Linked DNA regions of Sus scrofa: region 2 is linked to region 1. A link is a contact called in public Hi-C data. All regions are on one chromosome and are shown on one strand. The core of a region is the stretch at or near the end of the contact, and the rest is flanking DNA. Distances in the headings are between cores, read along the strand shown. Region 1 overlaps LOC110257493 (a long non-coding RNA gene). Region 2 has its middle 130 kb from the start of BCAS1.

Evidence for each region. A called contact is a pair of places that touch in the nucleus more often than the background predicts.
Region 2: a Hi-C map of liver shows a contact between it and region 1, with 4 times the contacts expected there. The contact joins two enhancer-like sites. A contact is called at or near these places in 9 of 47 Hi-C or Micro-C datasets (adipocytes, alveolar macrophages, embryonic fibroblasts and 5 more) and 2 of 2 datasets of contacts at active chromatin or transcription factors (alveolar macrophages and skeletal muscle).

Annotation. Positions count from the first base shown.
Region 1 is chr17:54,821,718-54,825,236 of Sscrofa11.1, forward strand. All of the region lies in intron 1 of LOC110257493 (a long non-coding RNA gene), which reads left to right. Among named protein-coding and RNA genes, the nearest start is that of ZNF217, 190 kb to the left of the region's middle. Within about 2 kb of position 1,579, at least 37 of the 83 cell types and tissues checked have an H3K27ac peak or open chromatin away from gene starts, as enhancers often do. A contact at or near this core is called in alveolar macrophages, liver, mesenteric adipose tissue and 2 more, where this site is marked.
Region 2 is chr17:54,893,818-54,897,556 of Sscrofa11.1, forward strand. No RefSeq gene overlaps it. Among named protein-coding and RNA genes, the nearest start is that of BCAS1, 130 kb to the right of the region's middle. Within about 2 kb of position 2,269, at least 59 of the 83 cell types and tissues checked have an H3K27ac peak or open chromatin away from gene starts, as enhancers often do. A contact at or near this core is called in alveolar macrophages, liver, mesenteric adipose tissue and 2 more, where this site is marked.

The DNA.
Region 1 (3,519 bases), core at 329-2,828:
CCATCCTTGATGTGGGGTCAGAAGGAGGTTAGGACCCCAGAGGGGCAGGACCAGAGCAGGGTTCCTCATTCCCGGCAGCACCGATGTTCTGGGCCCTGTAATTCTTTGCTCTGCGAGCTGTCCTGTGTGTCCTAGGATGTTTACCAGTGCCCTTGGCCTCTACCCTTGAGATGCCAGTCTAACCTGCACCCCCTATTGTGACAATCCCAAAACTCCCCAAATGGTGTCAGAAGTGCCCTGGCTGGCAGAACCACTGCTATGGAGTGAGAGTAGTTTTCTGTGGGGAGAGATGCTGGCTGGGAAAAGTGCGTTTTCTGAGCAGAACAGAAGAGGTGGATGCGCTGGGATCTGTTAGTGTCCTCTGACCCTCTGTGATGGGTACAGTTTAGTGCAGCGCTTTAATTCTTACAGTGTTATTTTGTGACAGGGTTCGTAAACCTTGGGAGATACCTGCGAACACGTGAGAGGTGTATGAACGTTGTAGCAAAACCAGAAGAGGTGAAAACCCTCTCGTGTTACGTGTTAGGGCAGGAGCAGTAGACTAAGAAGGAACTACCAAGGTGCATTTTGGCTCAGTCTTGTCCTAGGTGTTCCATCTTTTTAAAATCATTTATTCTCCTTTAATCTTTGCCTTTCTCCAGTATAAAAGACGATTAACGAAGTCAGACAAAATAATAAAACAATTAAATGATTAAAATAATATATGTGAAAGCCCTGGATAAACTCTAAATGGCAGGCAAACTGAAGGTATTATTTAAAATGTACTCTTCAATTAGCTGAATGTGGAAGCTACTTGGGTGATCTCTGAGTTTCTGGATTACTCCGCTCAGAAGGTGTCCTCGGGTTGTTTATTGCGTGACTGTGGAGCGTTGCGTTCTTCTTGTTCTCGCTCTTCCTCCCTCCCTCTCGGCTCCTTCTCTCCTTCTCTGGTTTGTTGATTTATGTAGAGATGTCAGTGCTGCAAGAAAGAGGATGGTTATTTTTACTTTCTAGTATGTTCCAGGAGGCAAACGAATTGCTCACCTGGTTAATTACTGATCTCTTCTGTTCCTGCTGTTTAAAAAGGAAAGAAAAACATTTCCAGCTCATTGAGCCACCTGGTGGGTGAGCGTGCTAGGATGATCCTGTCCTCATGAAGGCAGACAGACGGTAGGTCCCAACAACACATCGTATGTGTGTTTGCAGCTTTTTGGCTCTGTTCCACCTTGGTCATAACCTAGCCAGTTAGTGCAGTGGGATTTAAGCTTCTGATCTTTGTCTCAACAAATCAGAAATTGCCAGAAAACGTTTGAACAAATCGTGGAACCCAGTTGTAGTCAAGGGTAGACTCTATCCCCGAAACAAACAGATGACCTAATCCCATGTCAGATGCAGGGACTAAATGATTCATCTCTTAAAAGAGACTTAGAGTCCGTGTTTATGTCCCGAGTGAAAGAGAGAAAATTTGCTTCTTGATCTAAACCAGTTGTAGGAAAATCTTAAGTGTGTCATCTTTTGGAGCAAACATGGTTTGACTTTTGGGTAAGATTCGTGATTAATTACACAAGACCGTCTCCAGAGGCTGGGGTCAGGGATGCTGCGTGTGTTCCTTTGCTGTTTGTAAAGACAGGCTCTCCCGGTGACGTCTCTGGTTGTGATCACCATCAGTGGATTGTTTCTCGTATTCTTGTTTCAAATCTAACAGTCACTGACATGACACATAGCATTTTGCAGCCAGTAAAATATCTCCTGAAAGACGGCTTCCTTCTCAGCAGGAAGCTTTGGAAACTTCCGGAGAAATTTGGCATTCTTTAAGTCAGAGACCACATGAATAATCATCACAGTTTACATGTGAAGAGTCTAAACTGCAGGAAATCACACACACACGCACACACACAAGAGCATTTTATTATGTGCTTGGCTAGGAGTCTGAATGTTTATAGTCTGGGAGCGGATCCTGTGAGCGTCTTTCTGCTGTTAGGGAGTGGCCACGTTCCCACCCCACACCCCCATCTACGGCCTTGGCCTTGGAATCAAAATAGCACTCATCCTACACTTCATAGGACTGGGGAGATGTTTTTCCCCCTTGGCATATTTCTGCAGCTGGAAACTAAGGGAGCAAGGAGGCTGATTAATCGCATTCTGGCTCAGCACGTTAATACTATCCTCTGCATCTCCCAACAGTTTGTTTTGTTTGGTTGTGAGGACCTGTTTCCTTTCTAATGAACTTTTGGTATGTCCTTCTGTGAAGGCTTCTTTTTGGGCCCGTTGGGGTTTCTTTTACCAGCATTGTTACTTTGACCAGAGAGCTGAGCTGCTTCTATCTGTGGGCTTCTGCAGGCACAAGAACTGTGCAGGAATTAGAGCCACAGGATATATGTGAGTGTGTGGTGAGGAGGAGACACCTCTGCTTTTCTTTTTTCTTTTTCTTTTTTTTTTTTTTTCTTTTTAGGGCCGTACCTGTGGCATATGGAAGTTCCCAGGCTAGGGGCTGAATCAGAGCTGCAGCTGCTGGTCTACGCCACAGCCACAGCAGCACTGGATCCGAGCCATGTCTGTAACCTTCGCCACAGCTCACGGCAATGCCAGATCCCTGACCCAGTGGTCGAAGCCAGGGATTGAGCCTGAATCCTTACGGATACTAGTTGGGTTTGTACCCACTGAGCCACATCGGGAACTCCTTATTTTGCACTTTTAAAATTATAGTTGATTTGCGATGCCCTGCCAATTTCTGCTGTACAGCAGAGTGACCCAGTCATACATATACACACATGCTTTTTCTCATATCATCCCCCATCATGTTCTGTTGCCAGAGATTGGACACAGTCCCCTGTGCTGTACAGCAGGACCCCGTTACCCATCCGTTCTAAATGTCAGTTTGCATCTACTAACCCCAAACTCCCTGTCCATCCCCCTCTGCTTTTCCAAATATGTCCTCAAGCACTCACAGCTCTCCTTCCAGGGTGGATAAACTTGGTTATTCCAACCGCTTTTAAGGTTTGAAGGGCCAATCAACATAAATAATAACCCAAATCTTTCTTCTTACTCAAAGGTATGTGAGAACTCTGGCCACAACCTAATTTTCAAAAGCATAACATACTAGTGATTAGAACAAAATTCTTTCCCAGGGCTCTTTTGGATAATGCCTCCCTAAGTGAGTCAGTTTCAGGAGCCGACCACTGGCCGCACTTCTATTTTTAAGAATCACTAGGAAAAACTGGAAACGATTTTAGAAAATAAAGGAAGTACTCTTTGTCCTTTTTTTTTTTTCTTTTCTTTTGGGGGAATTAGAAGAGACAGAGTCTTTGATTTATGTCCAGCCAAGATCTAGGAATAAAACAAATACAGTAGAACTGTTTCCTAAGTGGTAGGCACACGCCTCATTTCTGCGGTTTAGGGATCTGGTCTACATCAAGGTTTTTGTGGGGGTGGGGGCGCGGTGCTTGTTGTCAGCAACGTGGTTTGATCTCATGGTCCACCTAGGGTGCCCTGAATATGAAAGCAAAAATATATTGAAATATTGTATTGGATTCGAATCGC
Region 2 (3,739 bases), core at 1,019-3,518, 73 kb after region 1:
TCAAGCCCTAACAATTTGCAAAGCTACCTGAGAGGCCTTCATGGACCAGTGGGTTCCTCTCCCTGGCCCCAGAAGAGGTTTAAAAGACAAATGGACTAAGCCATAAAATAGAATTCTATTTCTTGACATGACTCACAGCATTATCTGCTACAATTATTTCCTTTTGAGGTGTCCTCTTTCTTTCTTGGGGAAGTGAACCCCTTCTTTGCTGCTGCCTCAACTGTGTGACTGGTCGCCCGTTGAGAAAACCTTCCCTGCCTGTGCACCAGCTCAGGCCAAAGCACCTGCCTGCTGTTAGCCCACCAGCCCCGGTGGCACGTTTTCCCCCAGTGATCTCTGGTTCCCAGATGTGGAGAGGAAGAGGGGAGGGGATTTGCCCATCGTCAGGGAGCTACTCAGCTCTGCAGGTAGGAGGGGATGCCTGGCCTAGTTCTCTTATTCTCTCATCTGACTGTTTCTGTCTTTCTATTATCTATCTATCTATCTGTCTGTCTGTCTATCTATCATCTTTCTGTCTAGATCTAGCAATCATCTATCATCTATTTACCTATCCATCTATTTATCTATCAGCTATCACCTGTTTGTCTATCATTTATCAATTATCTATCTATCCATCCATCCATCATCCACCTATGTAGCTCTGTCTCTTACACCTGACTTTGAACTTACCCAGGCCTCGTGTTATATTTTCGGCAGAGTGACCTTATTTGCCACCCAATGGAACACACTTGGGGAGTGGTAGGGGGCACTCGTAGCTCTGAGGTGAACATGGGCACTGCCTCAGGCACCCTGGCAAGTGTGGCAGTGAGGAGGGTCATGGCCCAGGTATTTCTCTCTAGACCTTAGCTCATCATCTGGGCTCCAGGAAGGTGTGCTGAGTGTGTTTTATCAACAGTATCAGAGGGCTGGTAAGGAAAGAGCCATTGTTTCAGTCAGAGAAACTGGATTGCAAAGCCATGACTTACAAGGTGACAGAGAGGAAGTCACAGGTGAAGTGGGGCCACACCTCTCCCAGGATTCCAGGGTTCAGGTGATACAAAGCTCCCGCCACCAAGCATCTGTGCTCAGGAGCCCAGCGCTAGCCTCCTGGAGGGAGCTAGTGGCAAAGAAGTAATGAACTAGTTCTCACTGGTGTTCACTGAATTCATACCGTGTGCCTTCCCTAAGCCCTTTACCTGCATCGTTCTCCTTATTCCCATGGAAGAAGTGACTGCTACAGAAAAGGAACCCGAGGATGCCGGCGACCTGTCCCTGGAGCCCAGAAAACCAGGCGTGTGTCTGTTTTCTTCCCAAAAGGTGCAAAGGAGCAGTGCTGGGAGGTTGCCACTGAGAAGCCCCTTCGGCAAAATTTCTGGAAATCTTAAAAAGAGCAGTGAACTCCCCCCCCCCACACGCACTGCCCCGCGCCTTTAGAAAGGAGCTTTTTCACCTCACGCATGTGTTCAAGGCACCAAAACACAACAAACAAAATAACCCAAACCCAAACTTGGCTCAGCACCTCGGCCCTTAGATACAGAAAAACAAATCACCAACTAGGCTCAGTAATGAATTAGTAACATGGAGCAGGCATCGCATCAGCCGGACCTCAGCCCCCTTCCGTAGGGGGAAGGGAAGATCCTGCGGAAAATGTGCCAGAGAAGGAGGAGGAGAGAGAAGGAGGGGGGGAGGAGGAGAGAGAAGGAGGGGGGAGGAGGGAGAGAGAAGGAGGGGGGAGGAGGGAGAGAGAAGGAGGGGAGAGGAGGGAGAGAGAAGGAGGGGGGAGGAGGGAGAGAGAAGGAGGGGGGAGGAGGGAGAGAGAAGGAGGGGGGAGGAGGGAGAGAGAAGGAGGGGGAAGGAGGGAGAGAATGAAACGGAGAGATTGGGCAGGAGGGAGTGGGGGGGAGAGGGAAACGGGGGGGGGGCGGGTAATTGAGAAAAAGAAAGAGATTGAAGGAGATGCTAGATGGTAGACAGATGGACAGAAAGATGTTGAACGTCGACCGCTGGTGTAGAGAGAGGCAGCCACGCAAGTTGTATCCGAGCCGCCTCTGCTTCCAGCCCCGCCATGTGTCCCCTGGCAGGGGTGTGAGATGCGCGGCTGTTTCAAGACCTCCACCAAGAGAGAGGCTGGCGTGGGGCGAGGGCTCCTGGGGGCGGCCCTCTAGCCCCCCCTCCCCGCCCCAGACCCGGCTCTTGGAGCGGCTCGGGTTGCATGGAACGCGGTATAGCCCTCCTTCCTTAGTTCTGCAAAATGGTGTCTGCGGTGTTTACACTGGCGGCTGCCTGGGTGCCGAGCCCGCGGGGGGAGCAAGTGTGCAGTTCCCTAAGGAGCCGCCTGCTGGCCTGAACGGCTCTAATCTCCACGTTTTGATGACATGTCCTTAAAGTGACCTATATTATCTGGCACCTTGGATTGCTGCTCACCAAAAAAGTAACACTGGAAGAAAAAAAAAATCCCTAATGATTGTGTAAATATTCTTTGCCAAGAATATTAAACTCAGGTGCCCTCTGCTGGGCGAGCTAAGTAGGGGCCAAAGCCAGGAGCAAAGGCAGCTGCTGGTCGGGCAGCGGGTGCCAGGAGGTCCCTGGAATAGAGGCGGAGCCTGGGGCCGTGGTGGGCGGGGCCTGCCGCCCCTTCCTGTGCGCCCCGCTGGCATCACTCAGGGCAAATGGGGCCAAACCGAGCTCTTTCAGACAAGGGGAACTAAAAAACAAAACTGAAACTGCTTACAAGTTAATCATTCACTTTGGGAGAACTGACAATTTCTTCACTGGGATTTTTTTTTTTTTTCTCTTCTAGTAATAAGTTTTTTTCTCTCCTGTTGAATTTGACCGGTGGGAGAGAATGAGGAAAAAAGGCAGGGGGCTTGCTGACACTGCCCTTTCTCATCAAAGCAAAGGGTTTAGGATTTCAGGGAAATCCTGGCAAAGACTAGCTGGGGGCCAGGAGAGAGGGGGGTGCTGCGAGGACATGGTGGCCAGGTTCATTTCCAGTCTTAAATTATTGTTGTTTTTACGTCCGCACCTGGTATATGGAAGTTCCCCCACTAGTGGTCGAATCAGAACTGCAGCTACCGGTCTGCACCACAGACACAGCCAAGCCAGATCCAAGCTGCATTTGCGACCCCCTGGGGCAACATGGAATCCTTAACCCACTGATGAGGCCAGGGTTTCAACCCTCATCCTCACAGACACTATGTCAGGTTCTTAACCCACTGAGCCACAACGGCAACTCCCCAGTCTTTAAATGATCATTTCTCAACCAGGACACCTTGAGAGTAAAAGAAGCTGCTGTTAATGATTATACCAGGTCAGTAGGTGTAATCCTAGCATGTCCCAGGCAAGTCTGACTTAGCACAGACCTGTTCAAAAAGAACTTTCTCCAGTGACTAATATGTTCTAGATCTGTGCTGTCCAAGCTGGTAACACCAGCCCCAGGTAGCTATTGAGCATTTGAGAGGTGGCCAGTGCAACTCAGAAGATGAATTTGTAGCTTCATTTAATTTGGATTAATTTAAATTTAAATAGTTGCATATGTCTAGTGGCTAGTATATTAGACAGCAGAACTCCGGTCATATTATTCATAGCAGAAGACCAGAACCCTGGGTGACAGCAGCTAAGGCCCCAGGCAGAAGACTTGCTGATGGAGGCCCTCAGTAAGAACTTGTTGAACAAATAAAAACGCAGTCCTCCAAAGTCACTGGGCTCCATCTCCACCGGGCAGAAACTCAGACCGCTTCTCAGAGACTTCCAGGAACTT